Regions from separate parts of the Mus musculus genome. Here region 2 is linked to region 1. Evidence: chromatin contacts called from public HiChIP or PLAC-seq data. All regions are on one chromosome and are shown on one strand. Each heading gives the region's core, a stretch centred on a gene start, on an enhancer-like site or on the middle of the called end of the contact. The rest is flanking DNA. Distances are from core to core; before and after follow the strand shown. Region 1 has its middle 18 kb from the start of Ldlrad1. Region 2 holds the start of Yipf1 (Yip1 domain family, member 1).

What was found. HiChIP or PLAC-seq counts read pairs in DNA pulled down with a chosen protein or histone mark.
Region 2: a contact with region 1 is called in an H3K4me3 HiChIP or PLAC-seq map of bone marrow-derived macrophages, with 2.5 times the contacts expected there. The contact joins the promoter of Yipf1 here to the enhancer-like site in region 1. A contact is called at or near these places in 3 of 39 promoter capture datasets (frontonasal cranial neural crest, liver and macrophages), 5 of 484 Hi-C or Micro-C datasets (the AML12 cell line, the CH12 cell line, embryonic stem cells and 2 more), 11 of 115 datasets of contacts at active chromatin or transcription factors (the 230-238 cell line, the SCID.adh cell line, bone marrow-derived macrophages and 6 more) and 3 of 9 other capture datasets (adipose tissue, liver and pancreatic islet).

What each region holds. Positions count from the first base shown.
Region 1 is chr4:107,224,338-107,229,976 of GRCm38.p6, forward strand. No RefSeq gene overlaps it. Among named protein-coding and RNA genes, the nearest start is that of Ldlrad1, 18 kb to the left of the region's middle. Within about 2 kb of position 2,149, at least 6 of the 459 cell types and tissues checked have an H3K27ac peak or open chromatin away from gene starts, as enhancers often do. A contact at or near this core is called in bone marrow-derived macrophages, where this site is marked.
Region 2 is chr4:107,311,010-107,316,648 of GRCm38.p6, forward strand. Yipf1 (Yip1 domain family, member 1) reads left to right here and starts at 3,354. Exons shown (of 10, transcript NM_145550.3): 1 at 3,354-3,453; 2 at 4,754-4,833. The coding sequence starts at 4,803.

The DNA.
Region 1 (5,639 bases), core at 899-3,398:
TGGTTGAGCTGGCCCGGCCACTACTGTCCTGCAAGGTAAGGACAGGGGTGACTGGATCTCTGAGGCCACAGACTGTTTTCTTCTTGGGCTTGTTCCTCATAGCATACCAGCATGGGTCATGCCTCAGTCTTTTTTGACAATCAGCCCCCACACATCAGGTTTTCCTGACTGCCTTCTCTACTTCCAGTCAAGTTGCCCGTGTCTGTCTCCTGTGCCTTTTCTGCTCAGAAGCTTTCTTGGTCATTCTTGTTTTCCTTAGTTCCCATAATGGCACACTGTTCTGTCTTCCTGTTTGACCATCTCTTCTCACTAAACCCTTCATTCTCTGCCTCCCTCTAGATACTGCCACCCTCTAGGGCCCCATCGGTAGTCATCTATTTGAGGAATTCCTTTCTTCCTTTTGGAATATGAGGGTAACTGCAGAAGTCTGATTTTATTCTCACCTCTGACTCATCACTGACCGGCACTAATTTCTCTCAGCTCCGTCACTACTTCCCCCCAGCCCCCAGCTATGCTCTCTGTCTATTCTGGGTTTTTTTTTTTTTGTTTGTTTTTTGTTTTGTTTTGTTTTGTTTGCTTGTTTTTTTGAGACAGGGTTTCTCTGTGTAGCTCTGGCTGTCCTGGAACTCACTTTGGAGACCAGGCTGGCCTCAAACTCAGAAATCTGCCTGCCTCTGCCTCCCAAGTGCTGGAATTAAAGGCGTGTGCCACCAGCCCAGCTTGTCTGTCTATTCTAGCTCTTCATCACGAAGCAGAGAGCCTGCCTGGTAGTAGGTGCTTCAGCAACACAACACGAGTGAAAGAGCACGTTCTATTCCACATCCCTCTGCCTCACCTCACGTCTCACATGGCTCTCCTATGGCCTGCCCTCCACATCAGCCTTGGAGGCTCCTTTCTGAAGCATGGATCCCTGCCAGGCTAAGTTCCTCAGTACTCTACGATCTCCCGGAATCGGTCCTCGGTGACGGCTCTAGCTTTATCACACAACTCTCCACTCCGACATCTCTGCTCACCCACAGCTCCCCTGAACTCCACGTGTGGAAGTACTGTCACTAGTTTGCATGCTCCAGAGAACCCTAAAGGCCTGGCCTCTGTCCTCTGAGACTTGCTAGCTCATATGCTTCCTTCAAACCCACTTGGGCATCGTTATCACTTGGGAAACATCCTCGCCTCACAGCTTTTGATTACCCATTTGAACATCTTGCTGTGGACTCACACTTCCCAAAGCATGCAGACATCATAGTATTGGCTACACTCAGCAGGAGGTGGAAAGTCACTTGTCTGCTTTTTCTTAATTAAGAGGACGATGTGACAATGTGACTATGTGACTGGAAGAACAGATGCCAAAGGTAAGAATAAAATCAGGCAGAAAGCAGTTACTTGAGGGCAGAAATTGTCTCATTTGCTCTGCCTACCTGGGCCTGCTCTAGGTGCCCAATAATTGTAAAGGGATGACTGTGCTGGCCAGGTTCCCCCAGAGAAGCAGAACAGGTGTTTCTCTGTGTGTATTTCTGTCCATCGACCATCTGTCTGTCCATCCATCCATTTATCCATCACATCACTCCATCCATCTTCTCTAGCAGTACCTGTCTGAGAGACTTCTTTTAGTGAACTGGCCTGTGCCAATACAGGGGCTGGCAAGTCTGAAGCATTTGTGGCGGGCCAACAGGCTACAAGTCTCCCTTCTTCACGTGGTCTTTGTCTTTTCTCTCAAAGCTGTTTGCATGATATGCATATTTTGATGGGAAATCTGTTTTAATCAACATTTACTAATTTCAATGTTAAGCTCATATTTTAAAAAGGAGCTGATATTTTGGAATATATATGTATAATATATACACATAAATATATATAAAAGATATATTAAAAATATATAAAAACACAATTTTTAAAAAGAGGCCATAAATTTGAAAGAGAACAAAGAGACACACATGGGAGAGTTTGGAGGGAGAAAGAAGTGGGAAATGTAATTATAATCAAAAGAAAAAACTGGTGCTAGATATGTAGCTCAGGGTAAGTGTTTGCTTTATATATGAGGCCCTGAATTTGATCCTTAGAAAACAACAACACATTTTCAAAGCAGCATGTAGGCTGGTGTTTGACCACATCTGGGCGCCATATCTGAGTCACCTCGACACAAGGCTGACAACCACAGTGAACCTCAGCTTCCCCATTTATAAAATAAATAGTTGTTACCATGCTCTAGGATTCATAATTGTAATATCTGGGGTAGGCTTGCACTCCCACTCACAATCAGGAGTCCATTGTTAACTACATTTTACAGATAAGGAGACCAAGGCAGCAAGGGAAAGATTTACTGAGTAGAAGAAAGAAGGTCTAGACTGGATTTTCTGATTCTCAGCCTAGAACTGATCCATCTGGCCCTGAATAATCATCTTTGAAATTTGGAAGAAAGGAAACTGTCAGAGCAGGAGCTGACCTGAGGTCAGCTACAGAGGCACACACTAAGTCTGGTGCCATCACCCTGATATCAGGATAGGCCTGGGACTATTTGTTTATTTGCTTATGCAGAAGTTTCACCTCCCAGCAATAAGACTCAGACTCAAAATACATTTTCAAATACCTTGCTATATAGCTAGGCTTTTCTCTTATTAGATCATAACTTAAATTACCCCCACTTATTCTCAGTTATCTTCCTCAGGCAGATCTCATATGCCTGGCTCTATCCCAGAATCCTTCCTGCCATCCGGATGTCCCACCATCTATTCTACCTGTTCCTATCGGCCGTAGGTTTTTTAATTGACAGGTGATGCATCCATATAATACTTAAGATATTCTCTCTACAGCTCATTTGTTTACTGTTTATTGTTTATAAGTGTGTGAGTGCAGGCATGTTTACACCACGGTAAACATGTGAAGGTCAAAACACAGCTCACAGGAATCAGTTCTATCTGTCACTTTGTGGGATCCAGGGCTCAAACTCATATCTTCAGTCCAGCACACAGGCACTCCTGCCCAGTCAAGTCATCTCAGGAACTCTTGACTGTAATTTCTCTTTTCTTTTTTTTTTTTTTTTTTAAGATTTATTTGTTCGTTTTATGTATGTGAGTACACTGTAGTTGTACAGATGGTTGTGAGCCTTCATGTGGTTGTTGGGAATTGAATTTTTAGGACCTCTGCTCACTGTGGTCATCTCTGCTCATTCTGGTCGGCCCCATTTGCTCTGATCAACTCCGTTCGCTCAGTCCCTGCTTGTTCTAGCCCAAAGATTTATTTATATTATCAATCTTCCTCGTACTTTCTTCTCTAGGATGTTAACACATTTCTCACTAATTTTAACCCTCTCTATTCCATCAATCCACTTTCCCCTTTCATACCATCTGATTTCTGCTGCACTTCCTACATAAGTATACTGTAGCTGACTTCAGACGCACCAGAAGAGGGCATCAGATCTCATTACAGGTGGTTGTGGGATTTGAACTCAGGACCTTCAGAAGAGCAGGCAGTGCTCTAACCCACTGAGATATCTCGCCAGCCCTTCTCTTTTCTAGTAAAGAGAGTATAAGCCTAGACAGGACTTGATACCTAGTAGATTAAAAACAACTAACTTGGGGTCTAGTATAATTTTCAAAAGTAAAGGTGGGAGACATGTAGATTAAAGCTGGAAAATCTGAGCTCCTGCTCTCTACTTGCTTGGAGTCATATAGAACAGGAAGTTGCCAGAATGTTCTCATACAAATCTATGGCGCTAGGCCTTCATGTTTGTGCCAGACTGTGGCTGCCGAAGCCTTCAGCGGAAGGACTAGACGCAGCACAGCTTCTGATGAGGTGTCCTGCTCACCTGACTTAGTATGATTGTTTCTTTTCAACATTCCAGAAAAGCAGTTAGGTTAAAAGAACAGGAGGAAACTTCAGATCAGAAAGCAATCCGCAAGCCACCTATGCCAGGCTTTACCATGATCAGAAGAGGAGGTGGATGGGGAGTCAAGGCTTGCTGGTCCTTAAATGCTCTGCCTTTCCCATTCTTCCATACTTTCTCCAGGCCCCAGGTTTGGTGATGGGGTGACCCACCTCCTTGCCAGTTTTTAGCCCACCTAGCCCCTTCACTGCATTACCTCAGCTCTCACTCCCACCACCGCTTGCGTTACTACTGATTCTGACCTTTGCCTCCTCTGGATAAAGATTCTTGAGATCCTTGTGGACAATCTGGGATCATCTCATCCAGGGCTTGGATGTGGCAAAGCACTCGCTTAGCATGCACAGGCCTTGCATTCTACCCTCAACACACTAAAAAGTAATTCTCCTTAAGTTCCCTCAGGCATACCACCACAGTCTCTGTTCTTATGCAGTGAATCTCAGGCTTTATGGGAAGCTATTGCTCGGCTGGCCACTGAGGACACATGTCCATGCCACTCTTTGTGCCATACATCATGGAAGGAGGTCTTGGAGATGGCTAACTGGTAAAGATCATCTGTTCTTCCAGAGGACTCAGGTTCTGTTGCCAACATGCACATTAGGTGGCTAACAACCGCCTGTAACTCCCTCACCCTCTCCTGTCCTAAGCACCAGACATGTATGCCATGCAGGGCACTCACATACGTTTAGGCAAATTATCATACACGTGAAGCAATGAATCAGTGGTAGGAGGGGATGGAGTTTCAAAAGACAAATGCCAAATGGAGTCTTCTTACTTTCACAAACGTGCACACACATCACACTCACACACACACATCACACTCACACACACACACACACAATACACAACAATACAAAAATCAAACTAAGAAATAAAACAAGCAGTAAACAACCACAAACAATTTTAAGGCAAAGCATTGCTTATCCTAAGGGCCAGGGATACAGCTTAATGACAGAACATTTGCCTGGCATATATAAGGCCCTAGATTTAATCAATAGCTCTAGGAAGTGGAAAAAAAAAAGGCTGACCCTCCCATGTTTGTCAAGTATATAGTAATTACCCCAGCCATATTATACCAGAGAAAGATGTTGACTCCACGTACTACAGGGTCACTGAGTAAGCAGGGACAATACCACCTGCAGGCTGGCCAGAAATTTTTGACCTGTTCCTCAACTACTAGAATAAAGACTAGATTTTCACTTGAAAGGCAAAATTAACTGTTGAAATAGTTGTTTAAAGGACTTATCAGTATAGGAAAGCCCTTAGAACAAAGGAGTTTTAAAAAGGAACTCTTAAACCAGGAGTGGTAGCACACACCTTTAACCCCAGCAGTCAGCAGGCAGAGGCAGGCAGAAATGACGGTGTGGCAGTGATGGTGTGCATTTGGGGTGGAGTGGTCAAATTAGGTTCAGGTTTGACTGATAATATACACTGTGTCTGACAAGCAAAGTTATTGGCACTAGGAATTTGGTAAGGTATGCTACTGTCTGCCTAAATATCGCTTTAAAAACAACTTTTAAATATTTTAAAATAGGTGTGTGTGTGTGTGTGTGTGTGTAGGTGCTGAGGCCAGAGGCATTGGAATTCCTTTGGAACTCAGGGTATAGGCAGGCCTGAGCTACCCAGCGTGGGTACTAGGAACCAACCTCCAGTCCTCTCTCTCTGCAAGAGTGGCACAGTTTTAGCCACTGAGAATCTCTCCAGGCCCACAAATGACATTTTAGAGCTCAACTTTATGTGGACAAAAACCAGTGTGCACTGT
Region 2 (5,639 bases), core at 2,104-4,603, 88 kb after region 1:
GAACGTAAGAGACACTTGCCCACTGGAGCTCATCTCCCTTAGTCAGAGTCTCCCAGAGAGGCTTTGACGGACACTCCTGCAATTGCAATGCTTTGGAAGCTGAATCTGGAAGATTACAACTTTGAGGCTAGCCTGGGCTATATAGTGAGACCTTGTTTGTCCTTAAGCTGTTAACTCCATCACATTCTGAACATATATAAAGCAGTGAGGGGCCCTCTGGGAGAGCCCTGAGGCAGAGTCCTGTCAGACGGTGCATGTGAGGAGCTTGTCTCAGCCTACACAAGTCCTAGCAGAAGCGTCTAGAAGGCAAGGGTTGGAGGCCAGAAGATAAGAAGTTTCACTTGAGGGGCTGGCTAGATGGCTCAACGGGTAAGAGCACTGACTGCTCTTCAGCTCAGAGACTCTCCTTTCTCTTTCCTGCATTTTCCTAGGTTCACTCCCTGTCTACTGGTTGCTTGCCCTGCCTCTTGACCTATGGTTGACTTTATTTAATCCTATTTACAGAAAGGTCTTGGGTTAAAGGTGTGTGCTAGGGCTGAGCCACACCATAACAAGAGGACGTTTTTGCAGTTCACAATCTTGGGGTTCACAATGTGATCAAATATCCTACAACACTGAACCCTGGGAACCATGAACTTACACAAAACCTTGCCACTCTTAAATTGGTTTGCTTGGGTATTTGTTGCTACAGAAAGTTACCTGGCACTGTTATAGCATCTGTAAGCAAGGGGAGATTTCTTTCTCGGGTAACAGAAAAAACATTGCTTCTGCCTCTAAGGGAGACCCAAGGGAGTATGGGAGTGGGGAGTTGTGTGTGCATGGCTTTTCTACCCAAATGTCTACATCCAATTCTCAGGTTTCCACTTCTCCTGTGTGTGCTGGTACTTTGATGGAGGTGACTAAGAAACTGCCTTGGGGACTCTTTGACACTTGGCCCTCCTAGCAATAAACTGATTTTCAGGCAGCTTTTTTTTTTTTTTTTTGAAAAAAAAAAAAAAACAAAGCAAAGCAAAACAAAACAAAACATAACAAGTCTCCTTCAAAGTTTCTACAGAGACACTATGGTGTCCACAATGTGCCTTAAGATGGCAGCTGGCTGCTCTGACCCTTTTTTCTCAGGGCTTCCAATAAAGCTAAGAAAAACTAGTCTGCAGGCTAAGCACGGTATCATACAGTTTAATCCCAGCACTTTAGGGGGAAGATGCAGGGGGAATCGTTATGAATGCAAAGCCAGCCTGGTCTACAGAGCAAGACCCTGTCTCAAGCAGCGCCTGCCTCTGCTGGGATTAAAGGCGTGCGCCACTACGCCCGGCACCCAGTCTGTTTCTTAACTATTGTCAGCATTGGCCTCTTGCTCTTCCAGGGCCTCAGCACCTTGTCTTCGATGTGCATCTCTTCTCAGAGTCTTTAGGAATTGTGATGCTGCCAGCCTGCCCCTCCCCCCATGTCCCACCCATTGTATCACCAGCCATGGGGCTGCCGCTGCTTTCTGACTCGGGTGCACTGGTTCCAAAGGCTGGGTACTGGGGCTGAGGGGATGACTTGTGGGTCATAGCATGGGGACCCGAGTGCGAATCTCCAGCACCCACATAAAGGGCTAGGTATGGTTATGTGTGCCTGGAACCCCATCATTGGGTTAAGCCCCCCCAGGAGAGACTCTCAAGTGAGCATTTGCCCCTATCAGATTGCCCGTAGGCAAGTCCGTGGGGCATTTTCTTGATTGATGATTGATGTGGTGGGACCCAGCCCACTATGGGTTGTGTCACCCCTGGGCAGGTGGTACCGGGTGGTGTGAGAAGGCAAGCCAGTAAGCAGCATTCCTCCACAGTTGTGCCCTGACTTCCCTCAGTGATGAACTAGGACTGGGACGTGTAAGCCACGTCAACTCTTTCCCTGCCAAGTTGCTTTGGTCATGAAGAAGATGAGGAGCCCATAGCGAGCATTTGGGGTGGCCTTTTCTCAGGGTCTGTAGCTGGAGTAAGATCAGTGGGGGTGAGGTTAGCAGCAAATGAGCGAATGTGAGACAGAAGAGGTGTTGGGCATGCTTGCACGTCTGAGTTCATAAGCTGATGTTCATTCCGGACATTCAACAACAGTGCTCCACATGCACTCTGAGCCCAGTTACCCCCTTATATAATAAGGGCGCCCCCCTCGGGTTTGCAGCATTGTTCTGAGAGTTGGAGGTCCTGCATAGACAAAGCCCCTCCATATGAATTATATTAACTAATGTGTGTTATTACACCTGACAGCTTGCCAGTTAGGAAAACATTATCTGGAGAGACGGCTCAGTGGAGCACTGACTGCTCTTCCAGAGATCCAGAGTTCAATTCCCAGCAACCACATGGTGGCTCACAACCATCTGTAATGGGATCTAATGCCCTCTTCTGGGGTGTGTCTGAAGACAGTGGCATACTCACATACATAAAATAAATAAGCAACTCTTTTTTTAAAAAGAAAAAAAAACATTATCAATCATGACTGATATTCAGAGTATGTTAGAAGTCAAATTGGAAGTACCCTGCAGGTGAAGCTAAAGACACTGGTCTCCTTGTATGAGCTGTGAATCAAGTGTCTGCTGTTTACACTGCTCCCTCCCAGACAGCAAAAACTGTCTAGGGACCCTTTCAGTCCGTGATAGAATACTGTGAACAGTAATTGTATGCTACTGCCTTGGCTGGTACTGGCCACCCGGAGACTAGAACCATTCCGGATCTTTTTGTTCTCAGTGTTCACAGGCTGGCAAAGATAAGCAAACAGAATTCAGGCAAGCATTGCCAAAGCAGGGTGAAGCCCAGGGGATTAGCAGAGCAACAGGAGTCCCAGAGGAGACGATAGCATCCCCTATGGGCAGGGGGAGACAGTTTTCCAAGCCTGGAGGTCCAGGTAGGAAGCAAACCACAAGGTCGCTTGCCAGACTATGCCAATGTTGTTAAGTCCTGCTGTTTTCGAGGTGACTGTCAGACACCTAGGTGGTACAGCTGAGGGGCCAGCCCTCTGTGAACAGTGACAAAAGAACTTCTTTGATTCACAAGCCATCTGCTATGGTGCCTTCCTCGCTGGTTAAGTTTTCATGGCCAGAGAAACCAGGAACTGGTGACCTATTTTCTTTTTCTTTTTCATTTTTCTCTTTGCATAAGTAAAACGTATAAACAATGAGTAAAACACTCCCGAACTCCTGAGAATTCGCCCCACTTCGCCTGTCTCTTTAAGACCACCGAGAGGGCGGGACTCAGCACCGAGTTACTTGGCGCTCCGGTGTCTTCCGCGTTTTCCGAGTCTTCGCTGGGTGACCGCGTTTGCTTTAAGAGAGGAGGCGGTGCTCTGCCCGGAGGAGGCGGAGAAATCTAACACCCTCCCCCGGATCTCCGGCTTCCGGGATTGGACTGACCGGCTACCAGTGCAGAGCATCCCAGGCCCCAACCTTTCCTGGACAGTTGGACCTCTTCCTGAGAGGTGAGGGCGTCAGGGCTTCTGGGTCAGTTGGGGAATCTCCTACCCTCCCTGTCCTCTGTTGCTCAAGCATCCCCCACCACCACCCAAACCCTGTCTGTGCATCCCTAGATCCCTGACTGCAGGGTCGCTAACAGTTAAGAGCTACTAATTGCCTGGCTCTTCGCTAAGCTCCTTACACGCACTACCTTATAGAATGGTTTAGACACCTTCACGAACCCATTTTACAGATGGGGAGCCTCAAGGAGCGCACACACAGCAGAGAAACAACAGAATCGGGACTCAAACCCAGGTCTGTCTGGGACCTTAAGCCGGCTGCACTGGAATGCTTTCCCCACCACCTCTCCCAAACCCTAGGCTCCCCTTCCATTTTCTTCCATCTCCAGGCTGCATCTGGCCCCTAAACATTCACGCGGCAGCGAGTGTCCCCCGCAGCCAGTCTCTTTTTGTTGATAGGACACTCTTCTAACTCATGGTCTCCGAGCTCACCAGATAGTCTAGGATAACCTTAAACTTACTCAGTCTCCTGCCTCCGTCTCCTAGGTGCTGGGATCGCCGGCATGCACCAGATTTTGTAGGTCCTGAGTATTGAACCCAGGACTTTGTACTTGCTAGGCAAACATTCAAATGAGCTACCACACCAGCTTTCGGTTCCTCTGTAGGCTGTCCAGTGTCGCTCTGGATGGTTCTTCCCTGCACTGGGTGGATTCCGCTCACAGATGTCCTGATCACAGGCTGGGCTGGACATCCACTCACAGAGTCCTGAGTGCTTCTCGACTCTCCTGTGTTCAGTTCTCACCCGTCACATACTCTATTCCCAGGTGCAGTTCCCTTATTCTCCAGCTCACTCCTCTTCTTTAACTCCGAGAGGCTGCTCAGCTCTATACCAACTCTCTTCCTGAGCTATATTAATATAAATATCAAGTTGTATGACCTGTGATAGTTATATAAACTATCAGTCCCCGTTGAAAGAGTAGGCAAGTGTGTGTGTGGGGGGGAGGGATTGCTCAGCAGGTAAAGGTGGCTGTCCCCAAGCATGGTCCTAGTCCCATTCTGGGTCCCTAAGGTAGAAGGAAAGAACTGAATCCCATAGCCACAGAAGATAAAGAGATGGTAGTAATCATTTTTAGTTTCTGACCCACTATGTGGGGCAGGCCACCCTTAAACTCACAGAGATGTGCCTCCACAGTGTTGAGGTTAAAGGCATGCACTACCACTACAGCTGGCTCTCAAAATTCTTTTACTATGAATTCTTTTTGCAGAGTGTTCCATTTTCCTAAGCTTACATATTTCTTTGTTTTAGACCCCGGAACGTTTTCTACCTTACCCTTGGGAGAAGAGCCTCTGGCTGAATGGCAGCTGTGGATGACTTACAGTTTGAAGGTACGGCAGGCGGGCCTCCCCCTTTATCTTGTGATCACATTTTCCTCTGCCACAGCTACAAATTTTATTACTGCCACATGCCATACTGTAAAGGATTTTATTTCAATCATCTTGGTAAGAGGCTGTTGGGCACGCCCAGGTTTTTCTAGTTTGCTTATTTTTCTCACGGAACTCTTCTGATGGGCAGCAGGCAGCAAAAACTAGGAGTTAGCAGTTGCCTCATCTTTTCTGAGCACTCGCTGTGCAGGCACCGTTGTAAACACTTTACAGGGGACGACTCATGTAATCCTTCTCATATCGGGCTTTTTAAAGTAATCATTCTGCTTGTCTTTTCAGTAAGGAAACCGAGGCACTAAGGAAATCAAGCTATCTGCCTAAGAGTCACACAGTTACTAAACCAGTCAGCCAGGACTGGAATCCGGGCAGTGTGACGTCACAGACTCCCCACTGTCTGATGGAGATTTGATATTAAAGTAGAAGTAACTTCTTGTGCAAATACTGTCACACCACAATTCTCCATCTTGTTTCAGACCACCCATAACAGCATTTGTGCTGGGGAAGCTCTCTAGCCGAGACTCCCAGTTCCCATTCCCTTCAGGTGGCTCCCAACTGCCTATAAATCCAGTTCAGGAGATCTGATGCTGCTCTGGTCTCCACGGGCTCTGCACATAGGTGGCCATATACTCCCCCACCCCCACACATACACATAAGCCTGTTCCTCACCTCCTCCCACCGTCCCATAAGGTACAAGGTCATCTTCCGCCACTGTCACCTAAATTAACACCCCACCTTCCGATGTCACTTGC